Linked DNA regions of Danio rerio: region 1 is linked to region 2. A link is a contact called in public Hi-C data. All regions are on one chromosome and are shown on one strand. The core of a region is the stretch at or near the end of the contact, and the rest is flanking DNA. Distances in the headings are between cores, read along the strand shown.

Evidence for each region. A called contact is a pair of places that touch in the nucleus more often than the background predicts.
Region 1: a contact with region 2 is called in a Hi-C map of an unstated tissue, with 3 times the contacts expected there. The contact joins the enhancer-like site here to the promoter of klhl38a in region 2. A contact is called at or near these places in 4 of 18 Hi-C or Micro-C datasets (embryo, hematopoietic stem cells and an unstated tissue).

What each region holds. Positions count from the first base shown.
Region 1 is chr19:35,656,933-35,663,857 of GRCz12tu, forward strand. No RefSeq gene overlaps it. Among named protein-coding and RNA genes, the nearest start is that of trib1, 15 kb to the right of the region's middle. Within about 2 kb of position 3,114, at least 14 of the 62 cell types and tissues checked have an H3K27ac peak or open chromatin away from gene starts, as enhancers often do.
Region 2 is chr19:35,545,877-35,553,034 of GRCz12tu, forward strand. It overlaps klhl38a (kelch-like family member 38a), which reads right to left and starts at 4,489. Exons shown (of 3, transcript NM_001044885.1): 1 at 3,134-4,489; 2 at 2,948-3,053; 3 at 1,307-1,596. The coding sequence starts at 4,489. The coding sequence ends at 1,307.

The sequences.
Region 1 (6,925 bases), core at 1,864-4,363, 110 kb after region 2:
ATAAAATGATGAGTGTGACTCAAACGTCATCTGTCTGGGCGCTAGCGAAATTATGGCTGCTCTGAAAGTTTCACTTCCACCAGGAGGGTAATGATATAAGCGAGCCAACAGAGCTCTGTCAAACCCGTGATCTCATTGAGGGAGAACAAGCCTGTACAGCAGCTCACATTCGCAGCACTGTAAGATTATTAAAAGATTAGCTCCCTCTCAGATTTGTTGCAAAATTCCCTATGTTATTTGTCACTCGCAGGAGACAAAAAGCCTTTTGAAATATTAGAGACGCTGAATCATATTTTGTATGAAGCAGAAAAGCATAAATGCTGAGGAAAGGGTAGATAAGGACATAAAAATAGATTTTAAGCTAATTTAATACGCTGTCAGTGAGTTTTCCAATCATTTGGTAATTAATAGCTAAGCGCTTATAGCATGTTTAGGCCATTTCTAGTATATGCCAACTGGCCACTTTATTAGGTACACCTGTCCAACTGGTCGTTAACGTAAATTTCTAATCAGCCAATGACATGGCAGCAACTCAATGCATTTAGGCATGTAGACATGGTCAAGACGATCTGCTGCAGTTCAAGCCGAGCATCAGAATGAGGACCAAAGGTGACTTTGAATGTGGAATGGTTGTTGGTGCTAGATGAGTACGTACTTCTGAAACTGCTAATCTGTAAGGATCCATCCTGCCTTGTATCAACGGTTCAGGCTGGTGGTGTAATGGTGTGGGAGATATTTTCTTGGCACACTTTGGGCCCATTAGAGTATGGTGTCAACGCCACAGCCTACCTGAATATTGTTGCTGATCACATCCCACCACAATGTGGCTACCCATCTTCTGATAGCTACTTCCAGCAGGATAACGCGCCGTGTCATAAAGCACAATTTCTCTCAGACTGATTTCTTGAACATGACTATGAGTTCACTGTACTCAAATGGCCTCCACAGTCACCAGATCTCAATCCAATAGAGCAACTTTTAGATGTGGTGGAATAGGAGATTCACATTATGGAAGTGCATCTGACAAATCTGCAGCAACTGCGTGATGCTATCATGTCAATATGGACCAAAATCTCAGAGGAATATTTATAGTACCTTATTGAATCTATGCCATGAAACATTACGGCAATTCTGAATGCAAAAGAGGTTCCAAACAGTACTAGTAAGGTGTACCTAATAAAGTGGCCGATGAGTGTTGATTTAGACAGAAGCTTCATTTGTTGTTGTTTCTGCCAATGTAAGCTAAAATAAAGCCATTCTGTAAACACTAAAAAGCAAATTAATCTGCAAATGTAGTTGAGTTTTTGAGTATTTATATAATTTGAATAATTTTTTACTGTAAGTGATGACATGTTGACCATTTGTTTCTTGAAGGCTCATCCTGATTCTGCCAAGAATCAACTGCCAACTGTTTCTTGAAGGCAGTTGAATGTGCACCTATCAAATAATTCTTTAAAAATCAAAAGAAAATCCTCAAAGAAATTGTGATGGTTTTAAAGGCAAATGTATTAGTTTTAATGAAAATTGGTAATTGTTTTGTTTCCTTGTATTTGTAGCATGTTTAAGACACTAAATACTATTGGAGTATTTCCCTAAAACTTGCAAAATGTAATGTTTTAATGGTTAACTTTTAGTCGTGTTTATGTTGGAAACTATTAAAACTTCTGTGATGGTTCGGTTATTTTTTGTCTGAAAGCATAGATCACCCTTTCTGAAAATGCTTTATCAGAAAGTATTAATAGACTCATGTTCATATGTAGTCTTCTTTACTGCAATACTATTAATTAAAATTGAAGCCTTTATACACAGAAATCTCAGATGGATAGGAAGTGATTTGTTTATAGTTATAATACATTATAATACATTTTTTATTTTATTTTTTATTTTTTTTGTGGTCGGCACAGATGCCTCACAGCAAAAAGGTGACCATTAAAACATTATAAACCATCAACACAAGTTAAAAAACCTCAATTAATAAGCTAAATTTAAATGCTATACTGTGTTGGGACATGTAGGATTTAGTGGTTTTAACATGCCAAAAAGAAGGCAACACATTGCCAAAAAAAAAAAAAAAGACCATCATTATGATGTCCAGTAAAACTTGTACAATTTCCATTATAACCCTTAAATGGTTAGGCTACAGATTCGTTGATGGTAGTTTTTGCGTATTTGTAACTAAGACTAAATTTACCAATTATATTAATATTTTGTTGTATTTTAATAACATTTAAATCTAATCTAATGCTACAATATGAGTGTAAACCATATGAGTAAACGCAGTCAAAACTTTTTTGAGGGCGCATATAAGGCCTTCTCTCTGGATTCGAAGTATGCACTCATGTTGTCGAGCACTTTCTAAGACCAAGAAGTAGGCTACTGCCCCGCCCTCACCTGTCAATTAACCATTGAGCTAAACCAGACATGGCGGTTTAATTAACCGCATGATTACAGTTTAGAGAAGGCAACATATTTTCTAAGACACAGGACTTCAGTATGTTTAATGTGATGTGAGCATGAGGTGACAGAGACCATCTGAATCACGTTTAAACCTCAGGTAGGCTGGCTTAAATAGCAGAGTTTTGTACGTTTTAAGTAAATGTTTGTGACTAAAGTTTTGTAAGTTTCAAAATGGTGGGGTTAGCTTCACAAGTTTGATTCAAACCTTTAACCCCCATAAAAAACACTAACTAAAGCTGACAATATATCAATTTAAATAGTAAATCTTCGTGTTGTGTGGGTGAATGTTTTGGATTCGTGGATATATGAAACAGACCGTGAAACAGATGCTTGCACTTAGCACGGAGAACTATCAAACCATCTGTTCAACAGGCCTGAGGCTGACAACAACCATAAGCTTTTGCTGAAATACTGGCCTCTGGTGGTGTACTGATGTCATGTGTGCTTAGAACTGCACGTTTTATCTGTGCATTTTTGCATATTTGGAAAGTTTATCTAATCCATTCTCTGGAAAGTTTATTTAATCCATTCTTGAATTGTTTTCTAAACTATTTTGATTTTTTATTCTATTAAAATTCTGTTCATAATTTTTCACGATTTCAATTATCATTAATATTTGTAAAACGTATATTTGTAGTACCTAACATCTCCACACGAGTGTGACAAAACACTGATAATGAAGTATGAATGTTTGTAAATATGAATGAATTCTGCCGCTGGACATTAAAAAGTTTTTAAAAGTTGCAGTTCTACAGTTTAAGACTTTAAATGAGAGCAGAAATTGTTAAATTCATAAAGTCGTGGCATTACAGTTTTTCTCAGTTGCTTTGGTGCATTTCTCACAACACTATTTACATTTGCACAACAGTTAATGCATTTCTCAAAACAATTAGTACAAACTGCAAAACCCAGTTGATAATTTGCAAAAGCGTGGCACAACTTCTCAAAATGGATAGCAAGTATTGACATCAATGAAAGTGTTGGTGTCATCAAGATGAAAAGTCCTGACACCATTGTTTATGAACAAGATGGTTTTGTCATGTTTTTATTATGACAGTTTATTCTGCACATTTTTCCAATGCAAAAAAATCAGATGTTGGTGACACTTCCTGAAAATGCTCAAGACAGCACTGTATACTATTTGCACAGCCATTCGAAAACCACAGTAAAGTTAGCCATCAATGCATTTAGTGAGGTATCTGAGTACAGGACACTGAATATGTGTGTTTCACATTTTTACTGCATATGCTCTTTACAATTCTAATTTATTCACAGCATTGTGCAAAAGAATAAATACACCCTTATTTACGACAAACATAAACTTCCTTTAGGTAGAGCAGTGCACAACTGTACACATAATTGCAGTACATCTTGGAACTGAACCTACAATATTCAAAGGTCTGTAAATCATTCATGAAATTGTTCGATGTAAAAGACATTTTCAGGAAAAAAAATATACATTAAAAAAAATTAGCTTGACAGATTTTGACAACTAGTTCAACATTTTTGTATGTAATGAAATGAGGACTATTAGTTTTATATGGAATGACTATTCAGCATTCACAAGTTTAGTTAATTTTGACTGACATGGCATAAGCAAATGATAATGTTATAAACAGCAGAGAGTTGTATGAAAGCAATTAATGCATGTCCAAATGCATTTGCAATTTGTTGGAAGGACTGAGAAACTGCTACTAGGATGTGCACAAAAGACTAATTGTATTGAGAAATGCATTAACTGTTGTGCAAATGTAAAACGTGTTGTGGGAAATGCACCAAAGCGACTGAGAAAAACTGTAAATTTAACATCCCCTGCAAAAAGGTTAACACCTTCCTCAGTAAAGTTGTCTCTGAATATTTCTAAACATCCTTAAGTAAGATTTACCTGAGATACAAAGTAAAGAAATAACATTTTCTTTTACATCAATGAGAACAGCATGTCGATTTAAACAAACAAAAACCTCTGTCAATACTGTATGAAATTACTTATTTGTTTAATTTTGAAATACATTTTTAGTCTAGATTGTTCTGTTTTAATCAAACTCATTTTATCGTGGTAAATTTCACAGAAAACAAGACTTTTTATATCACATTCTCGTGTAATTTTGTAAATTTCTAATAAACATATCATAATATTTACTTTACTTTTGGTACTTTTTTGCTTTATAAAGGTTTATTAAATTCAATTTCACCTCATAAATGAACATTTAAAGAACACATTGATGTATTGTGTTCCATAAATAATAAGACCTTCAGAAACGTTTTTGGGAATGTGCATTAAGTCTTTGTCATTGTCTTAATTGTCTCAAGTCTTAAGTCATTGTTGCTTTTGCTTTATAATTTACTGAACACGATCAAGCCTTTTGCTTTAACTCAAGTCGGATTTGAAAGACTTTGTAAAGTTGTTTCGAATGTTAACTCTCCAGATTTATGCAATAATACATAAACAATTGGATTAGTTTCACTCTTTGATCACCAGCTCTTTTTATTTCTGCACAGAACTCTAGAATCTGACATTAATAACAGCAAACTGTCTTTAAACCAGTACTGTCGGTAAACTAAATACATCGCAAATGGCTCCGGGGGTGCTCTTGTAAATCTTCAAATCAAGTCTCTATAGACAGTTCAGTCCTGCCACTGATAGCTGACGGCATTACCATCACTTCAGGCGGATTAATAGTCCATGCATTTGACACGTTGTGACGCAGGTTGTTACAGAGCCACTTTACACCCCTTTATCTATCACCACGTCAAAAGCCTGACTGCATATCAAAACTAAGCCGCTAACAGGCCCTTAAATGTGACCTTATCCCATCACATCATCTTTTGATTCCGAGACAACTTCATGCACTCTGTAGTGACTCATAATGTCACTAGTGTCAAGATAATATGAGTAGTGCACGAACAGTGGCACTTTTTATAAGAGCGTCACCCAAGGCCGGCTCCGACATGTTTGGCAATTGCTTCCATGGCGTGCAACGCTCTTTGGCAGTAGCCCAACAACAGAGACGCTCCAGCGACTCTGTTGATACCCAATCAGGCCCTTACGCAAGATAGTGTGATGTCATAGTGGAGGGGGCGGAACTACCTGACTCTCAGGTCAAACTGCTCATTAAGCTTTCTCTTTCATTCTGGCCTGAATTCAGCACTCTAGGACAGAGGTTGAGTTGAAAAGTAAGCACACAGAAAAAGGGGATGTTATGAAATAATATTATAGAATACACACACAAAAAAAAATGTTTTTGCTATTTGTTCAAATTACTTACTTAAAATGAGCTGAATCAACACAATTCTTGAGTTTTTTTTTTTGGTGGACAAGTCAAGTTTATTGTTTTATTTTCAATCCACTTAAATTCATAAAAACAGTTAAGTTAACTTAACCTTTGGGACAACATGAAGGAATTGTGTTGGAACCCAACATTTTTAAAAAATGTATACTTCACCCACTTAAATACATGTTTGTGTAACTTCATAATTGCAACATTTTCTTCAAAATGTGGGTAAAGTATTGCTGAAAAAAAATGTTAAAAGTTTCACTAAAATGAAAACCAAAACAGAAAATAAAAACAAAAACTAATTCAGTTTATTTATAAAAATGATAACATTAACTTACTGATAGCAAAAACACCATTGATTTGTATTACTTATACAATTTAATGCATGTAAAATATACAAGCTTTAAATATAACATATTATGGTTAAAATAAAGAATTATTATGATTATAAATTACATTTATGCAAACATACACTAAATAATGTGTGTTAATTAACAGTTGTCATGTTTTCCCCGTCTTCATATGGGTTTCCTCCTGGTGCTCCGGTTTCCCCCACAGTCCAAAGACATTCACTATAGGTAAATTGAATAAACTAAATTAGCCGTAGTTAATGTGTGTAAATGAGTGTATATGGATGTTTACCAGTGATGGGTTGCAGCTGGAAGGGCATCATCTGCGTAAATTGGCGGTTCATTCCGCTGTGGCGACCTCTGATTAATAAAGGGACTAAGCCGAAAAGAAAATGAATGAATAAATGACCTTGGTTTTTGCTCTGTCTACATATGTTGAAAATTCAAGTTTGTAGTTGAACAGAGTGACTTTTATTGACATTATAGTAGTTTGAAACAACATATTGTAAAACAGTAATATATTGAATAGAGAATTAAAAATTATGTAAAATATCAGAAAAGTGCTTGCAGTTTATTAACATTTTTTCTACAATAATTCACAACACCAACCCATATACTATATCACCTAAAACTATTAAAAAGTTAATAAAGGTAACATTTTTAAACTTTAAACATCAAAAGTTGTTGAAGGAAACCTCAGGATTCCGTAAAGCAATTCAAAGTATAAACTAATGAGAAAAAAAATCACTAAATACATCAAACTGTTAATTTACAGATTATTTACAGTCTACAATAATAAAAGTGTATCTAACTGTGACAAACAAGTGAATTTCCCTTAAGTAT
Region 2 (7,158 bases), core at 3,239-5,738:
TACACCAACCCCACCCCTAACCCTACCCCCAGTGACATCACTCGTAGAAGAAGTGCAAAAAAGGTGGAGCTTAAACTTAAGCTCCCCCTCGCTGGAGCTCAGCTCTCCTCAAATGGCTCTGCAGCGAGCACCACTTGAACCAATCCGATATGGAAAGAATCACAACATTACAAATGTTGATTTGAAGAAAATAACTGTTTGAAATATTTTGACTATTCACTTGCTTACTGTGACTCTCTAACAGTTGAAACTGTCTGCACAGCAACATGGCTAGTATGCATTTCTCCACAAATTCTGATATAAAAATGACTGTTTTAAAAATATGTTTGTTTAATGCAAATAGATAATTTTGTCACAAGCATATACAATCGATGTACAACCACAGAGCTCACAACAGGTCTGTCTTTAAATGTTTATCTGGTATTGTATAAAAAAGTTGCAAAGTTGGTAGTGCTTTAGTCTTTAACCGGGAATTTGCTGCAGGTAAATCAAGATCCCATTGATCATCCTTGTACGAACATAACTATTGTTAACTTACGTTTTTCAGCCCCGACTGCATTTTGTCTGGAACAGGATGAAAATGATCACTTAGCAGTTTGTCTGTCTGTATGCTTGATTTTATGCATCTGTTCCCAATGTGTGTAGCTGAAATAGTAAAGCCTGTTAATTAGAAGCAGGTGTCCACATACTTTTAGTGTACATGGTACATCAAGCATTTCATGATTCATTAGGTTTGTTTTTGGCCTTCGTTAATTACATAGAAGTGACCACATGCCATAGCTCTCCGGGAATGCTCTCTTCACTTGACCAATTACTTCATCAAACAGTCACGTCATGTCCATATGCTTGTAGATTTAACACCGGCTAAAAGATTGTCACATCTCCTGGATTCCAATTAAATTCAGGCTAACAAGGAGCCATTGACTAAAATCTGCCAGCTCAAGACGTTCTGGGAGAGGGAGATCATGATGAGCAACATCTGTCTGAAGATTTTTGGGTCACAGTTCTTCAGGGACAGCTGTGCATTGCATAAGTCTGCCGTTTTGCTCTGAGGTCCTAGGCACAATCCCTGAGGTCCACTGTGACACTTGTGATTGCCAGCTCAAATCTCGTTTGATTTACGACGGCACAGATGCTGGCGAGCACCAGCAGCATACCATCAAAGCCACAGATGAAATGTACTCAACCCACAAATGAATTTGAGCTACCTCAGATGGTTTCCAGTCTCAGCTGTGGCCCCATATTTCTCATATTCCTTAATGAGCAAGGGAGCGAACGGGACGCCCAAGCAAGAGATTTTTTGCAGTCATGGTGGGTTGGGGCGGTTGGAGACGCAGATCAGCGGTAGCGAACCGTGATCAAACAGTTTATATGGTAAAGACCCTTTGGAAGTCCAGACGTCGGTTTTAGGGTCATAGCACTCAAAACAGTCAGAGTCCTCAATGACATCATGACTGTTGAGAAAACGACCTCCGGTCACGTAGAGTTTGTTGTTGATGACTGTGGCTGCGTGGTGCATCCGTCTCTCCTTCATGTTCGTGCACTTCACAAATTTGTTTGCTTTGGTGTCATAGGCGATCACTCTTCTTGTGTATCCTGAAAAGTTTAATACAACATCTCAGCGTTTTTCAAATCCTCATACCAGCCTTAATCATCCAGTCACTTAAATGATTCACTCATACTGTTGCTTGGTCTAATCTTTCAAGTAGGTATCACTGCAGCCAGGAGACCTCCAAGTCAGAGGGACTACACTGCAAGTAGGTTGGGTGACCTCCAAAGTGGGAGGGACTTACTCCACAAGTAGTTTGGGTTTAGGTGGTGTAGGTGGAGTAGACAATAATACACCATGTTAGGGCCTACTCACAGTATGTACAGTTAGCTTGAACTGGGACGAAGCACGCTTGTCCCCCCTCCCGTCTCCCGTACGAAAGTTTGTGTTCATTGAATTTTAAGTATGATTAATAAATCCACATAAAACAGCGTAAAAGTCATATCTTGTCTTCTGTTTCGGGCTCAGGCGCACTTTGCACTCACACTACAAGCGTACTGCGCTTGAGCCCAAGTAAACCGCACTCTGGCACACCTCTTCAAACATGAGATAGAGCCGGACAAGTGAACCGTGCCTAAGTCCGATTCAGATCACTCACAGTTCTCAAACAATTCAGGAATTGGGCCTGGGCACGGTTCGGCTATCATAGTGCGAGTATGCCCTTACTGTGGGGTTATGTTTAGGGTTGGGGTAGGTGTAGACATTAATAAAACACAACAGGTTACTGTGCAGTTGGGGTAGGTGTAAGCATTCATAAAGCACAATATTGGAGTCAATATTTTTAAATAAAAATTCTAGGTTTGTACCACCCACTTGGAGTTCAAGTCCTACCTACTTGGAGCTGGCTCTGACCTGTTTATATTAGGGGTGTCCAAACTTGGTCCTTAAGGGCCTGTGTCCTGAAAAGTTGAGTTCCAACCCTATCAGACACACCTAGGCTGGCTAATCAAGCTCTTACTATGCTTTCTAAAAACATTCATGCAGGTGTGTTGAGGCAAGTTAGAGCTAAAATCTGCAGGACACCGGCCCTCCAGGACAGAGTTTGGACACCCTTGGTTTAAACCCTTCTCTAAACTTTAGCAGTTCATTTACATGCCTAAATGTATTAAGTTGCTGCCGTGTGATTGGTTGACCTGACATTTATATTAACAAGCAGTCTATACCAGGGGTGTTCAGTCCTGTTCCTGGAGGACCACTGTCCTGCAGAGTTTACCTCATATCTTATTTAAACCCATCTGTATCACCTAATCAAGTTGTTTAGACTCACAAGAAACTTCAGCATGTTTGGTTGGATATAAATTCTGCAAGACAATGACCTTCAGGAGGTTTTTGACACCCCTGGTTTACATCTTTCAGATTTCAGAGCTGATCAAAACCAGTAACTCATATTTTACTCACCACCAACAATATAAATCTTGTCTTCTATCACAGCAGCAGGTGCACAAACATTCTTCACCGTCCTGGTTTCCAGTCTAGACCACAAGTTGCGGGAAATGTGATAAACCTTGGTGAGGAACGAGAGGGGTTTGTCATGTGGGATCACAACTTGAGCGAATCACAAGTGATCTTTTCTGAATGACTGACCTGTATTAATCTCACTGGATTCTGCAAGGCATCTTCGCCACCAAACACGTAAATCCTCTGATCATTGGCTGCTACCGCAGGATGTAAGACTGCTGTGGGCATTGGTGCCATGACCTCCCATTGATTGAACATGCTGTTGTAGCGCTCCACTGTATTTGATATCTGCTTATCTTGCCCGATTCCACCAAGAGCGAAGATAAAGTGAAGGTAGGAGACACACTGATGGGCATACCGTGGCTCCAGCATTGGTTCGGCAGTCCTCCATTGGTTGGTCTTCAATGAGAGGGTATACACTGTGGCACTAACTGCACTATCTCCAGATACCAAACTAAGACTGAGGCCTCCCACCACATACAGAATGCTGTGAATACAAACATACGCCGCCTTGTAAAGTCTCAAAGGTAGCTTAGCAAGCCACTGCCACCGTTGAGTTCGTTCGTCATAGAGAAGTGCCTCTCGAGAAGTCTGTTCATTGTTTTTGCGACCTCCAACCACAACCAGAGTCTCTCGGCATGTATAACGACGTGGTGTGGTCCATAGAGGCTTCAGTTCTTTGGTACATTTGGCACTAACAGAAAACATAAGACGTCGGACAGACTCGATGATCTCGGTGCAGAGCGTAGATGACTGGACAAGTGGATCATTGGCGATAAACTGGAAGAGGTACGTTGGGTGGATGAACCTCAACCGGACCTTCTTAAAGAGGTCATGTATGGCTCCTCTGCGGGAGAAGGGGTCATGATGGATCCAAGCAAGCAATGTCTCGAAAACTTGCTCTTCCTCAGCGCACAGTCGGTCGTCCTCTAGGTAGCACATTAGCTCGGGAAGGGTAAGTTCGCAGAAGTCCTCAGAAGCAGCTACATCTGAGAAACAGCGCACGGCCATTTCTTTGGCTCTCTCCTTAAGGGTTTCGCAATGAAGGATCTCTGAGAGCCGGATCATGCTCAAGCAGTTTTCTGGATTAAGCTGCTCCTGCAGAAAAGTCGAGCAAGCCTCAAAGAGTCTCCCATACTGCAGCATAGAGGCCGCCTGCATTAGAGGCAGCACAAGCTCCATAGTTATGGTGATGGAACCAGTATAAATGTAATCCACAACACATTCGATGACTTCTGATGCAATCCCCTTTAGGTCCACTCTGGCTTGGCTGCTCTCCCGAAAGTTGCTGCAGAACATGGCTCTAAAATACGGGCTGCTGGAAACTAAGACGTTTCTGTGACATGGTATCTCCTTGTCTTCTGTGCACAAAATCACATCAGTAAAAATCTGCTCCTGTCTAAGTATGTTCAGCTGAAACAGGAGCTGTGTGGAGAGTTCTTGGTCCTTGAATGGAAAGACCTCTGTTGATGTACTAGCCATGCTGCAAAAGGAAAGAACTCAGAGTTTAATCAACATTCAATAAGACATTACAGTTTACTGTTGTTCTCCCTTCCTTTAAGGTCCCTTTTTGCTGCCTTGCCTCACATGATTCAGTTCTTACACCACACCTTTCTATTTCAGTGTCTCTTAAATCATTTTAATGCATGCATGTGTAGAACTTGGCTACATTTCCTGATCAAAGCTAAGTTTATCAACGCCGTTGTATCACTTGCCAGCTGTTTCTGATCCCCTCGGTAGGTTTGCCCTTGACAGTCTAACCGTTTAGACAGAGACCTTTCATTGGGCTATTATCAACACTAAGTCGTCTAATCACCCCAGAGACAGCTACTGATTTTATTTCACTCCAGATCACATGGCCCCTGTCTGATGTCTATTTTAGGATGCTAATTGTTTTTTTTTTATACTTAATATTAATCACCTTTCTGAGATGCCACAACAAGGACTCAAAGTATTCCCTAAAGAAAAAAAAAAGACTATATCATATTTCTGTGGGACTTAAAAAACATCGCTTCAAAATAGACCCCAAACTCTGAGTAATAATAACTACCATAAGAAAATCGATGCTAACAACATAGCTAGAACTACCTAATGCTACTATTATTGTTTTATTACATTACTAGGACATAGAAGAGGACATTTACAACTTTTTAGATGAAAGTTTTTTTTTTTTTTTTTATCAGATTTTACAATTTCTGCAATAAAGCATTTCATTAATGTAATCTTGTTTCTTATTTTTAAAAAAAAGGTTGCTCGGGACCTCACCTGCTTGTTCTTCACGCTCAAGTTCCAAAGAGAATCAGGCACAGTTCAGCAGGATAAAAGCAAATACATTTCTCCAAAGTTTCTCTTTCAAAGTCGGCACAGTCCAAAGTTACGTGGAGACAGACACGAGGTCTCAAGTTTGGAGTTTGCCATGAGGTCGCTGTGTACATTCCAGTTACCTAGAACAGTCTGCTGCTGTCGTTCGGGTCTCACATGTGACCCTCCCCTTGTTTGTTCCCACAGCGGTGGTCTGTGCACCATGCTTTTTGTGTGTTTACTATGGCAGGAACAGAGAACCCAGCTTATCCGGAGGACAGAGGAAGGGGTCGAGGGCTTGTGCACACCCCGTGGTGGGCTTGTGTAACCCAGGAAGCTGGTAAATATAGTACAGTGCTGATGGCTAGGATGAGTGTGGCGAACAGCTGAATCGTTAGGCCTGGTTACCTTGGTTTGCCATTCAGTTGAGAAAATAAGGAGAAGGACAGGTTGTGATTTAACTGCCAGCTATTAAGATGGACATTCACAAACATCTTTAACCATCATAATGCATTCAAATCCGTTTGGACCTAATGAATTTATAAATTGGACTTTGATGAATTTAAGGTTTCTCAACAAAATTCAAATTGTACACTGGAAAAAAAAACATATTTTTGCCACCTAATGGTGCTCCATACATAGCCAAAGCCCAAAATGTCCTCAATGTAATATAGTTATATAAAAATAAGGTCTGGGAACATTCTCATTCCATTCATTCTGGAAACAATGTACTATATAAGCAATATCACATGAGCAGCAGGCTATTCCAGAGTTTGGCAGCCATAAATGAGAAGGCTCGACCTCTTTTTACATGACTTTGCTATTCTAGGTATTGCTAGAAGCCCTGAGTTTTGAGATCTTAAAGAGCGAGTTGGATTGTAGCGAAACAGAGGGTTGGTTAGATAAACAGGAGCTAGTTTATTAAAGCTTTATAGGTAAGAAGGAATATTTTAAATTCAATACGAAACTTAACAGACAGCCAGTGTAAGGAGGATAAAATTATAAAATTGAGTAAAAGTTAATTCTACTCATTTGAAAAGAGTTTTGAACTCAGCGTTGAAGGTAATGAGTTAATTAAATACCTCATTACCTCAGCTTAAGTGGAGTAAGTTCACAGTACTCATATAGATTAGTTTGTTTTACTCAAATGGTTTGTCGCAATCAGTTTCCTCAAACGGTTTGAGTTGCCTTAACTTACTGGGTTTTACAGTACTCAGTTGGTTTGAGTTCTCTTCATTTATTGGGTTTTACTGTGCTCAAATTGCTTGATTTACTCAAATGGATTAAGTTCACAGTACTCATTAGGATTAGTTTTTGATTAATCGGCTTCCTCAAATGGTTTAAGTCACCTTAACTTTTTGAGTTTTACTGTGTAGATTTAAATTGCATATTTTTATATGGAAGTTTCCTGATGGTCTTTGTTAAGACTTGACAATAAATAACTCTTGCTAAATTGTTATTTTGTATCAATTTTCCCAATGTTTGATGTTCCTTATTGTAAATATGATGCTTTTAAGAAAGATTTTGGTAAAACTTTTTATAATTTGTTAAATTCTTTATTCTTGGTTGCTGCTGTTTGTTATATTTATAGCGTTTTATCATTTTATGTACTCTCACTTGATTTATGCTAGAGTAAGAAACTGTAAAAATATATAAAAATAAGCTGAAAATGCAACATCTGTCTCTCAGCATGTCTTCGCATTCCTCCAATTGCAGATGTCTAAAAAGGAATCAATTATGTTTATGAAATTATGCTAATGTATACGAAGATCATAGCAAATAAAAAAAAAAGATTGTGAAAACATGCAAATGATCAAAAGACCTCTCTGATGAACTGAAAGCTTGACACT